Linked DNA regions of Callithrix jacchus: region 2 is linked to region 1. The links are chromatin contacts, called in public Hi-C maps. All regions are on one chromosome and are shown on one strand. Each heading gives the region's core, a stretch centred on a gene start, on an enhancer-like site or on the middle of the called end of the contact. The rest is flanking DNA. Distances are from core to core; before and after follow the strand shown.

Region 1 (4,624 bases), core at 1,440-3,939:
CCAGCTACTTAGGAGGCTGAGGCAGAAAAATCGCTTGAACCCCAGAGGCCAAAGTTGCAGTGAGCCAAGATCATGCCACTGCACTCTAGCCTGGGCGACAGAGCAAGACTCTGTCTCAAGAAGAAAAAGAAAATAAATGTTTATTTAAGATCATGGCTCAAAACTTCTCATAGTCCTCCATTAAGTGGCCCTCAGCGAAGTATTTTGTGCTACTTCCAGAAAGTTATTTAGTGCAGTGGTGAAGGACCTGACATCCTTGAGCTAATTTGAGGGCAGAGTAGCATGAAGGAGCTACTCCTTCCAGGGGGCCAGGGCAAACCAGGATCCTGAAGAGTCCTTGTTTTCCCTGAGCCCCTGGAATCACAATCTGAGGGCCACTAGGGGAGGGTAGAAGAGGTACCAGGCAATTGGGCCTGAGACAGGCCTTTGTTTAAAAGTCCACAGTGGCAGGATGCCCAGCACAGACCCAGCTTCCCAGGCTTTCCCCGAAGCAGGACAAGGGGGCTGGAGACTCAGCATCCATGATGCTCTGCTGGGGCGGCGGGAATATGCCTGGGGGACTCTCAGTGTGCCCTAGCAGGCTGAGGAGATAGTATCAGAATCCTTGAGGAGGAAGTGGAAGCATCTGTGATTAGACTTCGGTCTTCCCAGGCCTTTTTCCATTACAGCTCCAGAAGCTGGTGGGGGGTTAGGTTCTACTGCAGCCCCCACTCAATGTACAGAGGCACAGGCAGGCAGGACCTTGTGCAAGGTCACATAGCTCAGAGGTGCTGAAGCCAGGCTTCGAGCACAAGTCTGACTCGAGCCCCTGTTTTTTGATTTTTGGTTTTTCTTTGAGATGGAGTCTCATTCTGTCACCCAGGGTGGAGTGCAGTGGTGTGATCTCGGCTCGCAGAATCCTCTGCCTCCTGGGCTCAAGTAAGTAGCTGGGATTATAGATGCCCACCACCATGCCCAGCTAATTTTTGTATCTTTAGTAAAGACAGGTTTCAACATGTTGGCCAGGGTGGTCTTGAACTCCTGACCTTAAGTAATCCACCTGCCTCAGCCCCCCAAAGTGCTGGATTACAGGCATGAGCCACTGCACCTGACTGGTTTTTTTTTTTTGTTTGTTTGTTTTTTTGAGATGGAGTTTCGCTGTTGTTACCCAGACTGGAGTGCAATGGCACGATCTCACCTCAGCCTCCACCTTCTGGGTTCAAGCAATTGTCCTGCCTCAGCCTCCCGCGTAGCTGGGACTACAGGCGCGTACCACCATGCCCAGCTAATTTTTGTATTTTTAGTAGAGACGGGGTTTCACCTTGTTGACCAGGATGGTCTCGATCTCTTGACCTTGTTGTGATCCACCCACCTCCCTGCTTTTTTTTTTAAGAGATGGGGTCTTGCTCTGTTGCCCAGGTTGAAGTGCAGTGGTGTAATCATAGCTCATAGCAGCCTCAAACTCCCAGGATCAAGCAATCCTCCTGCCTCAGCCGCCCACGTAGCTTGGACTACAGGTGCACCCATCATACTCTGTTGTCCCTGTTTTTGACATTCTCTCCTGCCCATTCCATGCCATATGCTGTGCCAGTGCTTGGGAGAGAGCAGCAAGCCCTCCTGGAGCCCAGTCCAGTGGAGAAGAGAGACAAGAATCCAGACCTGATGGTGGGGTGTGATCTGGGCCCTGCCTGGAAAGTGGGGTGAGCTTTGGCTGGAGCTTCAAACTCAGCCTGGCATGGAGTGGGGTCTTGTGGGGCAGCAGAGCTGCCTAAGGGAGGTGACACCTGTTTTCCTAAAAAGAAGCTTCCCAGCAGGGACTGGATGCAGTGAATTGAGGCTCAAGCAGATGAAGAGACTTGCCTGAGGCAACAGAACTATTGCGAGGCAGAGCGTGGAGGGACAATGACCTTTCAATGGGACCCTCCCTCCCCACTATGTTATCTCAGTGATCTTCACTCCCAAGGACACTGTCACATCTAAGTAGGAGGGGCCAGGATCAAACCTGAGCTTTTGTTTTGTTTTGTTCTTGAGAAGGAGTCTGGATCTGTCCCCAGGCTGGAGTGCAATGGCAGGATCACGGCTCACTGAAACCTCTGCCTCCCAGGTTCAAAGGATTCTTTGAACCTGGGAGGCTGCTCCTTCTAAGCAGCTGGGATTACAGGCACTTGCCACCACGCCTGGCTAATTTTTGTATTTGTAGTAGAGACAGGTTTTCGCCATCTTGGCCAGGCTGGTCTCAAACTTCTGACTTCAGGTGATCTGCCTGCCTCAGCCTCCTAAAGTTCTGGGATTACAGGCTTGAGCCACCACGTCCCGCCAAACCCAAGCTTTTTGACTCCCAATCCAGTGCTCTCTGTGTCCACTGCTGGGTGGGGTGATAGGGATGGCTTTGACTGTGATCTTGGGGGAATCACCTCAATGTCTGGTCCCAAATCTGTTGACAAATCAGCTCCAAGGTCATACATAATTCCTGTTACCCGTCCCCACAACCACTAGGGGCAGGCTTTGATCTGACGTGAGGCTCACTCATTAGCCAAGCATTCCATAAGGCCTAGAAGTGACAGTGCTGCAGGGAGGTCCCTGCTATGCCAGCAGGGGTCCGTTGGATGGGAAAAGGTCCTGAGTGACCAGGGAGACTCTCTTGACCACAGCCATCCATCCCTCCGTCCTGCCTGGCAGAGCCTGAGAGTGGAGGCCAGAGGTACCCAAGCTGCCCAGGGACTGGGCTGGGCCAGTGGCATCTCTGAGTCACAGGGAGGGTGGGTGGCGGGTGACTCAGCCCTGGCCCACTTCCCCTTCTTTAAGGCCAGCCTGGGCGGAGGCTGGGGCCAGGAAATCCCATGCCGGTCCTCCCAGGCCTTCCCTGCCTACCTCCCACCACGCCGTGGGCTGGCCCTTCACTCAGCCCTGCCTCACACTGACTGGCACTGTGTGACAAATTCTGGTTACTGAATCTGAATGATTCCTCCCTGAATTTCAGTCTCCCTAGACCTCAGTCCCAGCCTGGTCTAGCTCCTGGTCCTTACACAAAAAAGAGACATTTGCACCTGGTTTCCAGAAAGGTTGGGTGACTACCCCACGACAGAAGCAGAGCCAGCTGGCGCCATCACTTCCTTCCTCACTCCTGGCCCTGCCCAGCGCTCCTCATTCGAATCCTCTCCATAGGGATCATCAGTTCCATTTTGCAGATCTGGAAGCTGAGACCCAGCGAGGGGAGGTTCCCAGTCAGGTGGGCAGAGCAGGATTAGGTCCCAGGTGTCCTCTCTCCAGCCTGGGTCCTTATCATCTTTAACAGGTGGTCTCCAAGAGAGGTAGCTGGGTGGGGAGAGTTAAGTGTTACGGGAGCCAAGGAAAGGGTCAGAGAGGTAAATAACAAAGCTGAGGCTGGCCAGCAGGTCAGGGAGCTCTGAGGGTTGGGACTCCTGTCTTAGGTTCCCTATGTGGGAGCCCCGCTCCCGTGCACCCCTGCCAGCCTCCTGAGCACAGTCCCTTGTCAAGACCCTCATCAGCTCTTCCTTCTTTTATTGTTTTTTTTCAAAGAGAGAGGGTCTTGCACTGTTACCCAGGCTGGAGATCATAGTGTGCTGCAGCCTCCAACTCCCCGGCTCAAGAGATTGGAGTTCTCTCTTTTTTTTTTTTTTTTTTAATTGAGACGGAGTTTCGCTCTTGTTACCCAGGCTGGAGTGCAATGGCGCGATCTCGGCTCACCACAACCTCTGCCTCCTGGGTTCAGGCAATTCTCCTGCCTCAGCCTCCTGAGTAGCTGGGATTACAGGCATGTGCCACCATGCCCAGCTAATTTTTTGTATTTTTAGTAGAGACGGGGTTTCACCATGTTGACCAAGATGGTCTCGATCTCTTGACCTCGTGATCCACCCGCCTCGGCCTCCCAAAGTGCTGGGATTACAGGAGGAGTTCTCTTAAAGAGTTGCATGTTTGGGTTTTTTTCCTTCAGGCAATGGTTTAAGCCGTGAGAGGGGAGGAGGTTGTATAGGAATTGGGGACTGGACAGAGGGAACAGCATGTGCACAGGCTTCAGTGAGCAGGTCTGGTATCACGAGGAACTGGAAGAAGTCAGTGAGGTTGGAAGGCAGAGCCCAACAGAAAGGAGATGGGCTGGGTGAGGCTGCAGGTGCCAGGGCCTGAGGGCCTTAGGGTCTGGGATAGGAAATTCTGACTTTGTCCCTGGAGTAGTGAGGAGCATCAGAATGTGCATGTTTTAGTGAGATCCCTCTGGGTGAAGGGGGCTGTGTGTAAGATGGAATAGAGGGGCCAGGGCAGAGCTAGGGAAATACCATTGCCACTGTTCGGAAGATGGGCAATGGTGGCTTGGCCAGTGGAGGGATTTGAGGGAATGGGGCTGAGTTCAGGGTGGGGGCTAGACAGAACTCAATGGGCAAGGGAGGATGTCATAGTTTCTGTGCGGGTTTCCCTATGTCCCCTCTATACCCCCAACAAATGACAAAGGCATTCAAGCAAAAATAGTGTATTTGAAGATAGATGATCCAAAACTGGGGGGCTCAGGGGTGAGGCCACAGCAGCTGCCTGGAGTTGGCACAGACTACCCCAACTCCCTAGAGAAGCCCAGCAGGATAGAAGCCCCCTTGCTGGGCCTCCTAGCTGCCCCTGACCAGGAAGGATTGTG
Region 2 (4,624 bases), core at 1,345-3,844, 91 kb before region 1:
TTGGTCAGGCTGGTCTCGAACTCCTGACCTCAAGCGATCCACCCACCTTAACCTTCCAAAGTGCCAGGTTACACCGCACCTGGCCCTTTGCCTTACGATATGGATCTGTCCCACATGTGTGCCATCCAGTGCCACAGGGACATGGATATCCACGTAGCTTTAAGTTCAGGTCTCAAAATCTTTTGTATGTTGTTTAGGATCAGATCCATCCATGTGCAGCGTGGACATGAAGCCAGGAATTCATGAAAATGACGTAATGGGGTCACTCTCCCAAGGTCCTCTCTCTGAGATCTGGTTTGTTCTGGCTCCCTTGGGCTCTCTGTTTCAGTCCTCTGGCTGTCTACTTCCCACCACTGCACCTGTATCGTGGGCTAAGGAGTGGGAAGAGTGAGAGACAAATGCAACAGGGGTTCCCTCACCTCTGGGGACCAGAGCTCTTCCTACTGGCATGGATGAATTCCTCTGAGGTTTTGGCACCTGCAGGCCCCTTGTCACCACTGCTGTCATTGCCAGGAGACCCCTTCCTTCTTGAGCCTGAACTAGAGGGCTTCTCCAGGTATTTTCTCTGTCTGCTCACTTCTGGGTCTCCCCCGAGTTCACTCCAGAAGATACTGGAGGGAAAACATTGTAAACTCGCCACCCGTTTGGTGTTACCTCAGAATCTGGTTTTCTCCAACCTACTTGTGGCTACTTAATTTTCAGGGTGCTCAAATAGTTGCTCTGTGCATTCTGTCCACATTTTTCATTTAATTTAATTTTAATTTTTTTTTTAAGAGACGGAGTTTCACCATGTTGGCCAGGTTGGTCTCGATCTCCTGACCTCATGATCCACCTGCCTCAACCTCCCAAAGTGCTGGGATTACAGGTGTAAGCCACCACATCTAGCTAATTTTTGTATTTTTAGTGGAGACAAAGTTTCACCATGTTGGCCAGGCTAGTCTCAAACTCCTGGCCTCAAGTGATCTGCCCACCTTGAACTTCCAAAGTGCTGAGATTACAGGCATGAGCCATGACGCCCAGTTCTGTACATGTTTTCTAGCTGCAGAGTGAAACCTTCTCACTTCATCCTATGTGGAAGTGAAACTGAGCAGAACTGCGTTTTAAAAAGACTCCCTCTTGCTGTTGTTGGAGTCCAGAATCTGGGAGGCCAGGTAGTGAAACTGGGTTGGAGGCCAGGTAGAAGGAGGGCAGCGGGCAGATGTGAAAGTGCTCAGGTCTGGCGCTGACAGGATCTGCTCACAAGCTGCAGGGAGGGGTAAGTGAGGGTAGGACTCAAGGTGACACCCAGATTCACTTCCTGGTCAACTGCCAGTTCTGGAAGGTGTCCTGAGATTTTGACTAGGACAATTTCAAAGTAGTGAGTGGTGGGTCATATGTAGTAGGAAGAAGCCAGGAGAGAGTGATAAGGCCAGGCATGGTGGCTCACACCTGTAAACCCAGCACTTTGGAAGGCCAAGGATCACCTGAGGTCAGGAGTTTGAGGCCAGCCTAGCCAACATGGTGGAACCCTGTCTCTACTAAAAATACAAAAAGTATTGGGCATACACGCCTGTATACCCAGCTACTTGGGAGGCAGAAGCAGGAGATTCGCTTGAACCCGGGAGGCAGAGGTTGCAGTGAGCTGAAATCATGCCACTGCACTCCAGCCTGGGTGACAGAGCAAGATAGGAAAGAGGAGGAGGGGAGGGGAGGGGAGGGGAGGGGAGGGGAGGGGAGGGGAGGAAACAGTGATAAAACCAAGTCCCCCAGCAAGAGAGAGAAAATCACTCTTTGAAGCTCGGTACTGCTTCAAAGGAGAGAATGTCTCTATTGGAATCATTAGGGATTCACATGGCAGGGGATGGAAGAGCTTAAGTGTGATAGCAGGGAGCTGAGGGGCTCAGGCTGTGGATCCGGTTTTGTTCTATGAATGAGGAAGCAAGATCTTTTGCAGTGAGCCAGGAGGTAGCAGTGACAATTCGCAGAGTAGCAAAGACTTCTAGAGCCACTAGGGGATGGGAGAAAGGTGGCAGGGGACCCACACAAAGGGGACAGGTACTGATCAAGGCCCAGCAGATACCCTGGGTTTGAGGAGTGTGGCTGCATGGCTGGGAGGGGTCACCACAGATCGTGGCTGCATGGCATGTGTACGTGTGCTCAGAGAAGGGCCCTATCACCCCTGCCTGAAAGTAGAAGGTACAGAACTGACAGGTGATCACCAAAAGACCATCAATGTCACTGCTGTCAGCCAAGTGGCCACCACACTCCAGTGACTGCTGGGCAGTTTGTAACATGATTTGATTTATCCCTCTTGACAACCCTAAGAGGTCTTTATCACTACTTCCACTTTATGGGTAAGGAGGCAGAGGCACAGGGACTTAGCTTATAAGTGACACAATCCAGATTCAGGCAGAACCTGTCTAGTGCCTGGACTGGCCCGTGGTTAGACAGAGGACAAACAGGTGTGAAGGAAGCCAGACAACAAGGAGAGAGAGAAAGAACTCACCCCAGCAGGAGTGAACCACAGGGCAAGGCCAAATGAGAAAGGAAGAGAAAAGGCAGCTGCCTCCTGGAGGAGTCAGATCTGGAAGGGCACTGGCAGGGTAACTGCTGTGGTGGCCAGAAAAGGGCTTCTGACTTTAAGGTCACTGAGCCAGAGCCCACAGGGTCTGCAGGTGGCCATGTGGGGCAGAGGTGGATGGGGCCTAGTGAGGTCAGGCTGCGTGGGGACTGGCATTTCATGTTAAGGTATGGCTGAAAACGCAAGGGCATGCCGACTGGGTAGCAAGGCCCAGGGGTTGAGGACAAGCTCCATGGCCAAGGGCCCTGGGGGACCTGAGGGCTGAGATGGGTGGGCACAATCCTAGCAGAGGCACCAAGACACCAGGATTTGGAAAAATGAGTGGCATGGGGAGGGGAACGCTGAAGAGGGACACAATTGACCAGTCCCTGGGCCAGATTTGCCCCTCCTGGAGGGTGGGAGATGCCTAGGTAAAAGTTCCTTTTCCTGGTTGGGCTCTGCTCCCCAGAGGTCTCACATTCTGATGCCCCTGCCGGGACTTTAAAAAGACAGATGAGCAAGCCAGCCCTGGCTGACTCAACATGCACTCAGAAGGGCCTCAATCCAGCCACCAGATGGCAGCTGGAAATGAGACAAAGCTTCCCGAAGTCAAAGAAGGCCTACACTTCAGAAGCTGCTTGAAGAGCCAATCACACAGTCCTGGGGTTGCCTGATCAGAACTGCAGAAACCTCCATGCCCTTCCTCGTATGAATTTTTCTAATAAAGTATAAGAAAGGAAGTGAGAATCTGAGAATCAGGACTGTCTTCAAAGGCTGCTTGGTATTGTGGTGAGCTCTGGTCTCTCTGGTGATACAGAGCCCTGTCCATCTCCAGCCCAGCAGGGAAGACCCCTGATCTATGGCCCAGGACATCATCTGAGGTCCCAGCCATCAGCTGCCCAGAGTTCCACACCCTCTCTGCTCTAAGCGCCCTCTGGGTCTGGCATGCCCAGCGGGTGTAAAGCATAAGTGTTTAGTGGCCACAGCCTACACAGCTAGATGTTGTCCCCCAGCAGCTGAGAAGAGGGACCTCTTTCCATGGGAGGAAACAAGTGAGCTGATCTTGGCTAGGGTGTTGGAGATGCATGTGCTAAACGCCAAGAGGTCAGGAAGATAGGGATCTAGCAAGAAAGAGGAGAGGCTGCCCCGCAGGAAGGCTGGGTATATAGGAAGAAAGCAGAGGGGTCAAGGATGGGGAGGTTTTTGTTGTTGTTGTTTTTTTGTTTTTTGAGACAGGGTCTCAAAAAACTTCATGCTGGAGTGCAGTGGCATGATCTCAGCTCACTGCAACCTCTCTGCTTCACTGGTTCAAGTGATTCTCCTGCCTCAGCCTCCCGAGTAGCTGGGATTACAGGCGAGCACCACCACACTCAGCTAATTTTTCTATTTTTAGTAGAGACGGGGTTTCGCAGTGTTGGTCAGGCTGGTCTTGAACTCCTGACCTCATGATTTGCCCGACTCGGCCTCCCAAAGTGCTGGGATTACAGGTATGAGCCACTGTACCTGGCAAGAACGGGTAGTTTTTATGAGCTTAAAGACAGATGTGGGGAAGATCAGTGATGGGGACAGGAAGATATGGTCAGCAGATGGCTATGGGGCAAGGGAAGGTTTGAGGTGGGGCAACAGCAGCCCCAGGAGGCAATGACCAAAGCTGATCCAGAGGCCATGGGGTTGGACAGGTCACCCCCAGCCTCAGCTCAGTGGCAGGAGGTCTGTGCAGAGCAGCTCCAGGTGGAGGAGTCAGACACACATGGAGACCCCAACATGAGGCCGGCGGGGCAGGACAGCGCAGCACACAGCCTCCTTGAGGCTGAGGGAGAGCCGGCAGGGGTGACACAAAGGACGTGGGGAGGATAAGGCAGCTTGCTACAGAGCAGGGAGGGGTATGAGGCAAGGGGCTTTGGGGAAGGTGAGGTCCTACTCCACCCCAGACACAGCTCTTCTCTCCTCTGCATGTGCCAGTGCACCTGTGCTACCCACATGAAGTTTCTCCCCAGCCCCTGACAGTGAGCTCCTCAAGGGCCAGGTCCAAGTCTGTGCCCATTCATCTTGGAGTTCCCTGCATCTGGCTCAGCCCCCAGGACA

Evidence for each region. Hi-C and Micro-C count contacts between places; a contact is called where the count stands out from the background.
Region 2: a contact with region 1 is called in a Hi-C map of induced pluripotent stem cells, with 2.0 times the contacts expected there. The contact joins two enhancer-like sites. A contact is called at or near these places in 2 of 3 Hi-C or Micro-C datasets (induced pluripotent stem cells and skeletal muscle).

Annotation. Positions count from the first base shown.
Region 1 is chr1:201,201,841-201,206,464 of calJac240_pri, reverse strand. SLC35E4 (solute carrier family 35 member E4) reads right to left here. Exons shown (of 3, transcript XM_035269645.3): 3 at 3,083-3,176. The coding sequence ends at 3,098. Among named protein-coding and RNA genes, the nearest start is that of SLC35E4, 13 kb to the right of the region's middle. Within about 2 kb of position 2,689, at least 2 of the 16 cell types and tissues checked have an H3K27ac peak or open chromatin away from gene starts, as enhancers often do.
Region 2 is chr1:201,292,356-201,296,979 of calJac240_pri, reverse strand. The region is part of intron 2 of OSBP2 (oxysterol binding protein 2); the gene reads right to left. Among named protein-coding and RNA genes, the nearest start is that of OSBP2, 56 kb to the right of the region's middle. Within about 2 kb of position 2,594, at least 2 of the 16 cell types and tissues checked have an H3K27ac peak or open chromatin away from gene starts, as enhancers often do.